3 separate regions of the Sus scrofa genome follow, and regions 1 and 3 are each linked to region 2. Evidence: chromatin contacts called from public Hi-C and HiChIP or PLAC-seq data. All regions are on one chromosome and are shown on one strand. Each heading gives the region's core, a stretch centred on a gene start, on an enhancer-like site or on the middle of the called end of the contact. The rest is flanking DNA. Distances are from core to core; before and after follow the strand shown. Region 1 overlaps PEAK1 (pseudopodium enriched atypical kinase 1). Region 2 has its middle 120 kb from the start of HMG20A. Region 3 overlaps PEAK1 (pseudopodium enriched atypical kinase 1).

The links. A called contact is a pair of places that touch in the nucleus more often than the background predicts. HiChIP or PLAC-seq counts read pairs in DNA pulled down with a chosen protein or histone mark.
Region 1: a Hi-C map of retroperitoneal adipose tissue shows a contact between it and region 2, with 3 times the contacts expected there. The contact joins two enhancer-like sites. A contact is called at or near these places in 17 of 47 Hi-C or Micro-C datasets (alveolar macrophages, embryonic fibroblasts, fetal heart ventricle and 9 more) and 2 of 2 datasets of contacts at active chromatin or transcription factors (alveolar macrophages and skeletal muscle).
Region 3: a contact with region 2 is called in an H3K27ac HiChIP or PLAC-seq map of alveolar macrophages. The contact joins two enhancer-like sites. A contact is called at or near these places in 1 of 47 Hi-C or Micro-C datasets (embryonic fibroblasts) and 1 of 2 datasets of contacts at active chromatin or transcription factors (alveolar macrophages).

What each region holds. Positions count from the first base shown.
Region 1 is chr7:57,277,479-57,282,124 of Sscrofa11.1, forward strand. It overlaps PEAK1 (pseudopodium enriched atypical kinase 1), which reads right to left. Exons shown (of 6, transcript NM_001244188.1): 3 at 962-4,221. The coding sequence starts at 4,107. Among named protein-coding and RNA genes, the nearest start is that of TSPAN3, 92 kb to the left of the region's middle. Within about 2 kb of position 1,588, at least 18 of the 83 cell types and tissues checked have an H3K27ac peak or open chromatin away from gene starts, as enhancers often do. A contact at or near this core is called in alveolar macrophages, liver, omental adipose tissue and 1 more, where this site is marked.
Region 2 is chr7:57,623,127-57,627,620 of Sscrofa11.1, forward strand. No RefSeq gene overlaps it. Among named protein-coding and RNA genes, the nearest start is that of HMG20A, 120 kb to the left of the region's middle. Within about 2 kb of position 1,700, at least 25 of the 83 cell types and tissues checked have an H3K27ac peak or open chromatin away from gene starts, as enhancers often do. A contact at or near this core is called in alveolar macrophages, liver, omental adipose tissue and 1 more, where this site is marked.
Region 3 is chr7:57,365,441-57,370,039 of Sscrofa11.1, forward strand. PEAK1 (pseudopodium enriched atypical kinase 1) reads right to left here. Exons shown (of 6, transcript NM_001244188.1): 2 at 1,611-1,692. Among named protein-coding and RNA genes, the nearest start is that of PEAK1, 77 kb to the right of the region's middle. Within about 2 kb of position 3,186, at least 3 of the 83 cell types and tissues checked have an H3K27ac peak or open chromatin away from gene starts, as enhancers often do. A contact at or near this core is called in alveolar macrophages, where this site is marked.

The DNA.
Region 1 (4,646 bases), core at 338-2,837, 350 kb before region 2:
TTATGTGAATGTTACATGTGAAAATATACAAATTTTGTTTGATCTTATGTTCCTTAACAATGTAACATTATTGAAAGAATACAAATTTTACAGTGAGATAGATCAGGGTTTGAATTCTGACTTTGACAATTACTAGCCTCGTGAATCTGGCCAGTTAATTTCTCTGATTTTTAGTTTCCTCAAGGGAAATATACAACCAGTTTGTAGGGCTGTTACAAGGATTTGAGATATATACAGGGTAGGTGATCAATGAACCTTATAGACGGTAGGTTACTCAAGGTAAAAGAAAACTAATGCTTAGAAAACTGATGTGGGTGTACTAGTTGGATAGAAGATTGTAACACTGGGTCTCAATCTCAATAACCACTTCTCTTATTTCATCTACATGTTAAACAATTATAAACTGCTTGCTCTTTCCCCCACCTTTCCACAACACTTGAAATAAGGACAGAAAGAGACAGCAATAAAAAAAAAAATACAGTCCTTTTAAAAAATGCATATAGAGATAACACCTCAATGAAAGCTCTCCTAATCCCCACCAAAAGAAAAAGCCTGCTTAAAGAGTTTGATTTCATTTACCATGAAGAAAAGAACAGTACCACCATTTACCCATTTGATCCCGTTTCTTCCTCACACTGTCATAGCATATTTCAAAGCAACATATTACTTATTGCTATTAAAGTGTTACGGATTTGCTTTTCTATGGTAAAGCCCCTTTGCATTTACTGGAATGCTGCAGGTTACTTTAGCTAAAAAATCCAGGAGCATAAACCTTGTTCACTGCAATAAAATCACTTTAATAATATTCTAATCTTGGAATGCAGTTATAGAGACAGATGATGGCCGCTGAGTGCTACTCACAAACAAAAATGGCTCTTATACAATCTTAGGGATGCAAAAAACCTTAGCATCTGAAAATGTTTTAAAAAATCCCCACATTCTGCCAGCCTCTTTTACATACCTGAGAATTTTCTTAGGTATCTGTGATGGAGAAGAGTGACTTCTTTTCTTCTTCTCTGAGTCCTGTAGTAACCCATCCTCCATTCCACTCCTCTCTGTGACTGCTGACTGCTCTGCCCTGGCTTTGCCCTGATCCACACTGAGCTGGCCTTGGGCAGGCTCACACCTGTACATGAAGACAATGGCTGGCTTCTCGTTGGATTCCCCCTTTGCTTCTGTGAACCAGTGGTGGCGCTGAACTGGAGGAGGGGGCAGCATGTGGATGACCGTGCCATCCAGGCCCACCAGCTTCCCTTTCTCTCGGTCTTTCTCTTTGTCTTCTTCCTCATCTGTTTTCCGACGGCGGAAGAAACTTTTAAATGATATCCAGCGTTTAGGTTTTGTATCAGCTGCCCGTCTGCTGCCTTCTGAGTGCAGAACTGATTCAGCTTCTGTGGACCTGGTAGGGCTGGTTGGCTTGGTCCAGTTGGTGAAATGCCTCTGCAAAAGGTTACTTGCGTGGTAAGGGGAGGATGTAGAGCGTGGTGGGGGAAAGGGAGGTGGTGGCTCATTTGGGGGGTTAGTCACTAATTTGGAGGGGGGAGTGGTGACTGGCTTCATGAGTGGATCTTTCTGTACTTTGGTGGTAGGACTTTCTGTGGTCTGAGGTGCTGCTTCAGTCTCACTACTGGGCTGGGATGTGAAGAGAGATTTGGGCCGGGCCGGTGTGCTCTTAGGTGTGCTCTTAGCAACACTGGCATCGGGAGGAACTGCATAAAGCTCTTCCACGCTGCAAGCTTTAGGGCCAGACTGGGGCATTTCTGGAGGAGACTGTGGGGGTTGGATAGAAGCTACAATCTGAGAAAGCACTGTGCTCGCTTTCTCCCTGGTGCTGCTGCTGTTGCTCACGACCTGAGACTCCTGAGTGCTTTCTGTTTTGGCCACAGGTTCTTGAGTGGTTCTCTGGGGCTTTGTTGGGGAGCTGTGGCTGGAACTATAGCTTCTCTGCGGTGAAGACTGACCTCTGTTAAGACAGCTGTTAAACTCCTGAACCTTCTGAGCCACTGAGCCCCTTTTACGCTCTGTGCTGTTTGAAAACCCTTTAGCTTGGGGACATTCAGTGGGTTTGTTAGTGGTGTTATCAGACACTTTGCTTTCAGTTTCTATTTCTTCATAAGTATGGCTTATTACACTTGTGGTTTTTTCCTTCACTGAAAGTTCTCCACTTGTTCCGAGAAAACTTTTGTAAATGGCTAGATTGTCATATGCATTTGGATTGATGACAATGGGAACTTTGATAGCATTTTTGGAGCTCCGAGCATAAGTTGGCTCATCATGAATGATAATTGGAAAAGGTGGCATACCAGCATTGTTATAACTATTAAATTTTATTTCAGACAAATTAGGTGACTTAACAGGGATAGTTTTGGAGGAAATGTTTGTAGCCGTGGGTGAAGTAGGTGCCGATTTGTGACAGTTTTTCCTTGGAGGGACATTTGGTCCGGCCCCACCGCTAATTAATTCTACTTTAGGTATCTTCTGTCGTGGACTGGTACTGGAAGTCCAGACTTCCTGGTAGCGGATTGCACTGGATTTTTGGAAATGGGCACTTACTTGTCCTGATGTCAATGCAGGGGATGTCACTGGAGAGTTAGGAGTAGAAGATGAGCTCTTCGTTTTGGGGCTGGTAACGGGGCCCTCGAGGTGCTCACTGGCCATGGCTGCTGACACATCCACGACAGTGTAAGGCTTGCACAATGGCTGCTCCAGATTCACTACTCGGTATGGCTTTGCTTGCTCTTCTACAGGAACGAGGTTTATAGTTACTGCTTGCCCAGCAATATCTGTAGAGGCTTTACTTTCTTGCTTCTCAGTCTGAACGGCAATCTTGCCATCTTTCTCTTCTAATCGGAGAGCAAGGACCGCTTTGTGTGTCTCTGGAACTTTTACTGAGCTTTTGGATGCTTGTGCTGAGGTCTTCTCCTGATTATTACCACTGGGGCTTTCACAATTGGGCTCACTTTCCTTCATGTCCTTAGAATCCCCCAGGTTACCGGGAGATAGTCCCCCATTACAAACCTTCTGGGATAAACTACTGGCTGTCTCGGACCGTGATTCTTCTGTTAAAGAGGAATCTGGGGATGTGGAGTCAGATGACACCATGCTCTGAATGCTTCCTGGTCCATAGGAGACCACAGAATTCTCTTCATAACCATTCAGGATTTCATCATAACTGTCATCATAGTCGACAGCACAGATTCTCTGAAGAGATTTATTTCGCAGGGGGACAGTATTCCATTTTTTGTCCACAAAGAATCGAACAGGAGACAAAGTGTTTGCCCTAAAGTTGGCAAAGCGAGGTTGCCCTCTCATACGAATCTCCATGGCCAGCAGCTCTTCATCACTCTCATCCCAGCTCTCATGCTCCTCCTCCATGTTACTGAAAAGCGCATCTTCCTCACTCTCTTCGCCACTAGAAAACTCTGGGTAACAGAATCGGCCTCCTTCATTACTGATCACTTCTGTGCTTCCACTCAGAATAACATGCTTGCCCTGAGTATCCCTTATCCCGCCCATCATGCAACTTGGCGGAAGCTTTCTTTCCAGTGATCGCTTATAGCAATCATTTATTCTTCCTAAGAAGGTTTCTCTGGAGTTTGTTTCATTTCCTTTTACCTGAGGGGTGGTATCTAAGCCTGCTATCTCCTTCAACACTTCAGTTAGTCCATTATTGTTATTTGATACCTTCTTTGCACTATCATTATTGTCATAAGGCTTAGGAACATGGCTAAATCCTTCAATATCATCTTCATTATTATTGTTAAGTGGTTTCTTATTCAAGGCCGTTCTGTTTCGATTCCATCCTATGATGACAGGTTTGTTCTCACAGTTTTCTTGGATACTAAGCTCTCCACACACACTTTGCCCATCTGCCACCATCATAGTGGGCTTCACAGCTATAGTTGGCTTTTTAGCCACAGGAGGCCGGAAATTTCCGGTGTTCCTGATTCGGTGGTTGTTACTATGGTTGGCATTAGTTTTATTGCCATGGGTGATGGGTGCCTTTTCAGGGTCTGGGGGGAGCTGGTGTAAGCTTTTAGGTTTAAAGCAGTTCTTGCATTCACCAGGTTTCCAAACGTGTTCAGTAAAGGTGTTACAAGCAGACATTTTTAAATACAGAACTTCACAGACAATGCTTTCCTTTCAGTGCATGGCAAAATTTTCATCTGTTAGTTTTCACCTCCCCTCTGTTTCATAGCAGCTTTTGTAAGTGTGATCAATCTGTTGGGGGGGGGAGAGAAGAAGAAAATCTGAATGGAAAAGGCACTATGAGGCTTATCGTGATGAATGATTTGAAAAAAATTGGCTCCATTCCTAAATTTTTCTTAGGTTAAAAGAGAGACAACTAATTTGGGTACTTTATGTACTCTCCTTGGCCAATCAGTATTTTGGAATGTTAGGGTTTTTTTTTTTTTTTTAATTTTCTTTAAGGCTGCACTTGTAGCATATGGAAGTTCCTGGGCTAGGGGTTGAATTGGATCTGCAGCTGCCAGCCTACGCCACAGCCACAGCCAAGCTGGATCCAAGCTACATCTGTGACCTATGCTTATGGTAATGCCAGATCCTTAATCCATGGAGCTAGGCCAGAGATCAAACTCGCATCCTCAAGGACACTATGTCAGGTTCTTAACCCGCTGAGCCACAAT
Region 2 (4,494 bases), core at 450-2,949:
GGCCTCCATACACACCAGGGCCTCCTGGGGTCCTTGCTATCCGGAGCCCTGAGAGCCCTGAGAGCCCTGGATATGCCACCTGGACCCCAGCTCCCCTCCTCCTGCAGCCCTCCTCAGCATCTGGTGCCTTCTCCGAATGCCTTGCTGTTGCTCCTAGCAACCAAGCACCCAGCCCCATCCTGCTCTTCCTTCCTCCTCCCTCCCTTCTTTTCCTCTTCCTCCTCCTTCTGCTTCCTCATTCCCATCCTTCCTGCTTCCCCCCACCTGTAGAGATGGTGCTGGAAGGCTCCCCTCCAACCCCGAGCCAGCTGGGCAACCCAGCCAAGCCCCCTGGCCTTTCTGGGTTGCTAATCAGCCAATGATCACAGTCTGTACTTTCTGCCTGCCTGAGGGAGTGGGTACTGCAACTCCAGGACCCAGACCATGTTCCTGGGAAGACTGTCAGGCCGGGCTCTCAGTGCACCCCAGGCACAAAGCCGATGACTATAGAGAAGAGAGTAGACTTAACAGTTAAAGGGAATTTCTCCTTCTCAGTGCTGTTTGAGGTAGTGAGCTTCCCAGAGTTGGAGGCATCCAAGAAGAGGCATTTCCTGTGCTGGTATGGTGCAGGGCAGTGAGCCCTCACTTGGACGGGCTTGAGAAGGAAGTCAGGGAGGGCTCACCCATGTTTTCCCCCACTCTCCTTTTTATCCTCATTTCCTTTCCCCCAACCCCTGACTTGCCAGAACCCTTTAGTGACTCAGCCACTCCCTGGCCCCTGCCCTCCCAGAAACTCCGCCTTTCTCAGCAGGACCCCAGAGAGGGCAGATGGCACTAAGGTGGGGTTTCCCAGGCAGGTCATCCACCCACAGGGCAAGCCCCAGGCTCAGCACAGCTGCTTCAGAGGGGACACCCCAGGGGCCCCATGGAGCCGGGCGGTATGCACCCAACCCCCCACCCCCCACCATGGCCCTAAACACCCAGCCTCCCCGCCAGCCTCCTCAGATCAACATCCATGGCCAACCTGAGGCCCAGGCCCCTCATCACCTCCCTGGGGTCGCATCCCGCTGCTGCCCGCGTAACCCATGCTCCAGCCATACCAAACTCACCATGTACTTGGCCTGTTCTTACTCTTCTCTCCCTGCCTGGAAAGGCTCTTCTCTGCCCTTTGACTCTGCTCAGAGGTCACCTCCCTCAGGAAGCCTGCCCTGACAGCCCCTCCACTCTGCCTCTGCTGGGGTACCCAGCCCTCTGCTTGCTGCCTTACAGCTCCTTCTCCCACTGAGTGCCCACTACCTGTTCCCGCTTTGTCTTTCTCATTGGGCCTCAGTTTCCCTCTTCTCCGATGTGAGAGGGACAGGCCCAGGGTCTTTGAGGATCCTCTGGCTGCTGAGGGCGACTAAGCCTGGGCTGTTAGATAGCCAAAGAGGACAGCCTGCGTCAGCTTTGCCCGCCTCACCCTCCACCCCATCCCCTCTGAGTTTCAGGACCTGGGTGTGACTCACTCACTGTCCGGCCCTCGCTCAGTCCTTCTCCGAGGCCTCAGTGCCTCATCTGCTAAATGGGAAGAATAACTGCTGACACCTGCCTCTTCAGGCCCCGTGAATCCTGAGGCTGGCAGACCAAACATCTCTGACAGCATCAGCCATAACCCAGGCTGACACAGGGAACAGCTCTGGCTTGGCCGCCGCCCCCTTCCGGACAGCCCAGGCCTTGGGCTCAGGGGTCCCTGGGGCTCTGCTGCCCTCCAGTGGCTGGAGGCCCCTGGGCACTTAGAACCGGTGAGCTTCTGGCTAATTCATCTGGCATCTGACTCAACCTAAGACAGAGGGAGACGCCAAGGCCCAGAGGTGGAAGGGACCTGTTGTTGTTGGAGGTCAAGCAGCAAGTCGGGGGCAGTTTCTGGACCAGAACCTGGACCTCCTGGCTCCCAGCACTTCCAAGCCCAGGGCGGGTCTGTTCCTCTTGCATCAGACTGACAGAAGAGGGAGCCGCTACCTCACCTGCCCAAACTGCCTCACCCGGGGCGCAGTGGGGGGGACCCCAAGTGTGGTTGGCTCCACCCTGCCAGTCTCTCTGAAAAGGGTTCGTCCTGCCGACCCAGGGGTCATCCCCAACTGGGGCTGGGGGTGGCCTGTAACCGCTGGGAGGGGTGCCTTAACCCCCTCCCTCTTGATTAATCAAATACTTAAAATAATGGCCTCAGTCATGATTGATGGACAGAGCATAGCTAATTACCCTGGAGATTAAAATGACTGTTTCTGTTTAAAAAGGCTGCAAATGAGTTAATTATTTCCTTTGCTCACCTCTCTAACCTCGTTACACTTCTAAATGAATAGCAATATTGATCTTGGAACTGATTTTGGTGTTACACCGCCCGAGCGGGTTTAATTAGGGTTTGAAAATGCTGCAGTGCCTCCTCCTTCTGACCGAGGAAATTAGCCTTGGGTTTTACTTACATTTCACAGCCGTGTCCTCACAGACAGAAGGGCTGGAACACCGGACAGTGATGCCTGATGCCCGCCAGCCCCTGTCCTGCCCTGGCTCCCAGCACCCTCCCACCCAGAGCAGCACTAACCATCTCCTGCCTGTCGCCTCTCAGGAAGATGTGGCAGCAAGGTCATTGGAGTCAGCTAGTTTAGCCTCTTCTGGTCACACTTGGGGGCTTGGGGGTTCAGACATGAGAAGGAAGGGCCTGGCATCACTTAGTGAGGTGGGGGCACGTCTGGGACCAGAAACTCTCACGAATTCCCAGCTCTAGACCTTGATGGCTCCCTGGCTAAATAAATACATCTTCTCTAGATCCCTAAAGAGCCCCCGTTTTCAGCTCTCCTAGGACCACATGGAACAAAGGCTGCCAGCAGGAATGAAGGTCGGAAACACAGGAGGAGCAGGGGCAGGGGACCAGGAGCCCTACCCTGGTTGATTATGATATGTTGCTACAGGCAAGACAGCCAGGGGGCTGTGGGACAAAAGCAGCACTGCATTCAAGCCATGGGGACAGTAGGAGCCCAGCGTTCATAGCTGATCTGCCCAGGGAAATCTAGGGGCCAGGTCATGTGCCCGACCTGATCAGCAAGGAAGGGATGTAGATTTGAGAATGAGAGACTCCTGACTGAACCTGACCCCAGTCCCAGACGAGTCCTGCTCATACACCGAGTCCTGACCCTTCTCACACATGGAGCCCCGAACCTGGAAACATACTGTGCCCCCACCTTGGTCACACATGGAACTCCGACCCTGGTCATGTGGAGCCCAAACCTGATCAGACTCAGAGCCCTGACCCTGGGCACATGTGGAGACACCACCTTGGTCACACTAAGAGCTTTGAACCTGGAGTCCAGACTTGGGCACACACAGAGGCCTGACTCCGCACACCCTGAGCCCTTACTTACCCTGGTCAGACATTGAGCCCTGACTCTCCTCACAGATGGAGCCCTGACCTCCTCCTGCACTGAGCCTCAACTCTGCTGCGACACTGAACCCTAACCTCCTCACACGGAGCCCCCACCCTGGTCACACATGGAGCCCCTGCCCTGGAGCCCTGACCCAGTAACAAACAGAGCCCCTGGTCTCCTCACACACGGAGCCCTGATCCTCTTCACAAATGACGTCCCAACCTTCTTCACACACAGACCCCTGACCCTCCTCACACATGGAGCCCCGGCCTTCTCAAATCTGAAGCCTTGACTCTCCTCACACATGGAGCCCCAAGCCGCCTCACATGGAGACCCCACCCTGGTCACACGTGGATCCTGGACCCTGGTCACAGATGGAGCCCTGACCCTCCACGCATGGAGCCCCCACCCTGGAGACCTGACCCAGTAACTAACAGAGCCTCAAGCCTCCTCACACATTGAGCCCTAACCCTGGAGCCTGGACCCTGGTCACAAATGGAGCCCCAATCCTCCCCAAACACAGAGCCCCAACCCTCCTCACACTGTGAACCCCTACCCTGGTCACATGCAGAGCCCCAGCCTGCTTGGTCTGAAGAAGTGGGTTTTACTGGCCTCCGCTTGTTCCCCTTTCTGTCTCCTGGGGTCGGGGTGAAGGAGAGGGAGCTCAGGACACCACAATGGCAGGTCTCTAGTAATGACGGCAAGATAACTGTGCAGGCCCAGGATGTCTCTTTTTGTTGGAGTTCATTGCTTAGGTGGGAACACTGCAAGTTTTGGTGGCACAGCTGAAGAAGCCCTAAAGTTACCTTCAAGGAGCCAGTGGCAATATTCTTTCAGTAACCACTGTGTTACTCAGAGGCTTGTGAAACTCTCCAGTTGCCACAGGGCCCTCTGGGTCCTAAGGACAGAATGGCCTTTGAAAGAAGCTGTTTACTGTCCCGGCTGTGCTGCCATTTCCTGTCTCTGTCCTGTGACCAACTCAGCGCAACTTGGTCCACTCCTCACAGATGGAACGTCATGTTCCCTTGAGGAATCCAGTGTGAGGGTTAAGATTTCTTTCTTTCTTTTCTTTCTTTTTTTTTTTTTTACTTTTTAGAGCCACGCCCTAAAAGGGCCT
Region 3 (4,599 bases), core at 1,936-4,435, 260 kb before region 2:
CTGTACAATGATGATGATGATATTTAATCCACAGATTGTGGTGAAGCTTGTATGAGATTAACGTATGTGAAAGAGCCTTGTATGTTTAAAGTGTCTCAGTTTCTTCATCCATTATATGGAAGTTAGATGATTTCTAAAGACTTCCCATCTCTAAAAATTATTTAATATTTACATACAAAGCACATTAAAAAATCTACTTACTGCTGGGATAATTTCATAGTTGTAAGAGACTTAGGGAACAATGAAATTAACCTTCTCATCTCACAAAATGAGTCCAAAAGCAGGGTAAGAGTCTGGAAGATCACATAAGTGAGTAGGAAAGTTGGGAGTAGGAAGGACTCAGACTGGACTCCCTCCTCAACACCCTTCTCTCATGGGATGCTGTTCACCACTTTGTGAATTTAAACTCTCTTTTTACCACATCTTAAACAATTACGTTTACAAACTGATAACAATGAAAAGCTTATTACGAAAATATGAATATTACTTTGGTGATAACTGAACTTAACTGTCCAATTAAAAATGTTTACCAATGACACTAACAGCAAAAGGAACAATGAAAAGGAGTTAGATCAGACTGTCCAGGTCTTCACTTGGTTTGTGTGATATTCAATTTTAAGTCAGTAGGTAATCATGTAAACCCTACCTAACCTTTCACAATAAAAGGTTGTAATTCTGCTTTTGTTTCTTACTATGTAATTTGGGACAATTTATTTCTCTGAGCTTTGGTCTCTTCATCTTTCTTCAGAACAGGGATAATACCAAGCATGTTACCTGGCTAATGTGAATTAAACGACTGAACTCACATTAAGATCCTATAACAGGAGTTCCCATCGTGGCTCAGTGGTTAACGAATCTGACTAGGAACCACAAGGTTGCGGGTTTGATCCCTGGCCTTGCTCAGTGGGTTAAAGATCTGGCGTGGCTGTGAGCTGTGGTGTAGGTTGCAGACGCGGCTTGGATCCCGAGCTGCTGTGGCTCTGGTGAAGGCTGGCAGCTACAGCTCCGATTAGACCCCTAGCCTGGGAACCTCCATATGCCGCGGGTACGGCCCTAGAAAAGACACACACACACACACACACACACACACACACACAAAGATCCTATAACAGTATCTGGCACATACGAAGTGCTCAACAAATATTAGTTTCCTTCTCTAATCTCCTAAACTTTAGGGGAATACAGAACGTTTCCTCGCCTTTTACTTTATTGGAAAGATTCCTTAAATTAAATACACAGGGCCCTGGTCCTCAACTTCAGTTATAAGCACCTGTGCAACAACTAAACCTAAATAAAATGAGGAGCAGTGTGACATAATGAAAAACAAATGGGGATTTGAGTCAACACACCTGCATTTGAATCCCAGTTTGACTATCTAAGAGCTTTTGACCTTGACAAGTTTACCAAACCTCTCAAGCTTCTTAACTGAAAATGAGACTGTTACCTAGCTTTTCATCATTCTCTTGTTCATATTCACAGACATCACAAATACTTAGAGGCATATCTCTGTCTCTTCCATACTAACACAAAGTTCAAAATGATAAGATCCGATGCTGCAATAGATTAGATTAGAATAAACATGTTACACGAAGAAAAGAAAAAGTACAAACCCAGTTTAACTGGTTTCAACTCTAGGCATTCTGTCATTTCTTCCTTTTCTTTCCTTAGAAATGGACCTCAAATATTCTTTTCCTAGGGGAAGATGCAAAGTGGGGAATATGTATTAGTGAAGGTCATTTGAATCACACTTCAAAACTGAGCATTCTTTAATTTCCCATAAGGCAGTACTTACCATAAACCAAACCCGTTCAATTTAATGGACTTGTTTTTAAGTGATAAAATAACCAAGAGGTATTTTAGTTTAGAAAATATTACAGGTTTAAATAGCCAAAAAATAACTTTATCTCAAAAAGTTACTTTCAATCAATAACAATACTTTGTTAAAGATAACTACTCAGGATGGGATTACACAAAACACTGTAGTTCATCACAATATGCAAAAATACTTCTGGAGCTATAATTCTTAATCTTTTGAGTGATGGGTGAATGGTAAAGTATACAAAACTATGAGAAAGAGATCAAGCTCTGAACTGCAAACTCAGAAAAATGCACATATATGCATCATACTTCACATATAATTTTAGTTGAGTCATGAAACAGTCATGTATCCTGTGGATCTCTAAAACTCCAAGCAATCGCTGTTTTTGAGTTTTTCGAAATAATGGACACAGGATTTTCAAACCTTAAGCAATTTAGCAGTCATCCGCAAAACTGCTAACAGAAAAATGAGGAAATAGGCCCCCAGAAAGACAAAAAGAATTAAGTAAAACCTACTGCACTCAGGACAAGAGGTGTCCAACTACCACTCCAATCCACACAAGATTGACAATGCAGAATTTAGTATAAATCAGTGTTTTGGGGTCAGAGTAATTATCACAATACAACCAAAATAGGATACCTACAAGCAGTCTTTTGGTCTAAATACATAATAGCTCATCAATGGTAGTTAAGAAAATGAAATTTGGAATTATGTAGGCATGTGAAAAAGTCAATCAGGTCACTTAATCTTTCTCATCCTCGGGTTCTTCAAAACAAAATGGAAAAATAAAACCTATCACTGGAGGATTATTTTAAGGATAAAATCAGATAACATGTACCAAGTATTTAACATAGTGTCAAGTACACAGTAGATGCTCATGAAATGGTATGAATTAAAAAAACATTTCCAGGGTTCCTGTTGTGGCTCAGCAGTAATGAACCCAACTGGTATGCATGAGGACACAGGTTTGATCCCCTGCCCCACTCAGTGGGTTAAGGATCTGGTGTTGCCATGAGCTGTGGTGTAGGTGACAGACATGGCTCGGATCTGGCATTGCTGTGGCTGTGGTGTAGGCTGCCATCTGCAGCTCCGATGCGACCCCTGGCCTGGAAACCTCCATATGCCACACCTGTGGCTCTAAAAAGACAAAAACAAAATTCCTGTAAAGTCATGGAATTGGGTAAAATATGAAATAAAATCTAAAGTAACTGAGATGCTTTCTAGCCAAACAAAATAAGTAGCTACCATTTACTGAGTATCTATTTACTATACTATTCAAGCTGTTACTGAGGATACAAAAAGGATTAAGTTGTCCTCCTTTCAAGGGAAATTAAGCAAAGACAGAGCTTTTTCCTTCTCAGTTTCAGTCTTGGGTTCCTCTTTTTCCTTTCCTCTTAGAGCTCAGCTTTCTGTCCACTTCACACTCTACCCACATGGACTGAGAGGACCCTCACATGAACACCTCTAATCCCAACTTTTCACCTGAGTCTCACACTTTTACGTCCTGTATGTTTCCCCCTGAAAGTACCATAGGTACAATATATATAAAACTTTCCCTAACATCCCTTCCTTCTCAACAGCACTTAAGACATTCAAAAGTCTGACAGTAATCCCATTTCACCAGTCGCCTTAAATGTCTGATTGATTTTTAAACACTTTGCACATCTATTTCCAAAACTTCACTCCTATTAATAGTATCCAAAATCCTGGTCATTATCTGGATGACCAGATCAGTAATTTAACAGGTCTACCCACCTTTTCTATTGCCTTACCTCAAAATCATTTACCATACTGCCATAGAATTGATCAGTCTAAAATGAAAATCTCAGGAGGGCTCCAATTAAGATGGATGAATAGAAGGATGGGGAACTCACCTCTCTCCACAAATACATTAAAAAATAGGTCTATATGTGCAATAGTTCTCACAAAATACCTACTGAACGCTGGCAGAAGACATCAGACACCTAAACATGTAAGAAAGATCTCCACATAACCAGGGAGGAAGATAGAAAAATAAATAAATAAATTGAAAATCTTTCCATGCCCTGTGTATGTCAAATCCTTCAATCATAGAATCCTTCAATGGTAATCCTTCTATTACCCCCAGAAGAAAGTCCAACTTCATCCAAAAAATAAATGCCCAAGTATCACATATAAAGTCTTCAATGCTATCTCTTCAGCTTCATTTCCTATCTCCCATTTCATCACCCTACAGCCATCCTGAACTATTTGTCAAGCTTCATGCTTTTCTCTTTGCTAATATCAACTTACACACTTTGCACAAAGAGGAAATTCCTACTGGTTCTTTAAGATTTAGGGCCAGGGTCACCTCCTCCAGAGTATACTTCCCTACCCCACCAAGCTCACACATCATCACAACAAGCTTTGTTAAACTGAACTGAAACTAGAGAACTAACGACAAAGTGGCAAAAAACTTATACATACAAAGCCAGTGAGAAGGGAAACTAGACGGATTTTAGCGTTTCTTTGGAGAAAATGTCTTGATCTGGGGCTATGAGAAGTAATTGTTCACAGATTGTTGAAGAAAGGAAATTAAAGTATTTGAGTGAGAAAAACAGTTGTAAATGATCACATTTAGAGGAGAAATGTGTAAAATAATACTGGAGGGACAGTAAACAGCAAATATAACCTCACGAACGTAGCCATCCATATAAAAAGATTTATAGAGCACAACCAATAAATCACTAAAGATTTTCAGTTTTCTCAGAAACTATATGACACAGTTGCCATTTACAGATACTACCTCACACTTGAACTTG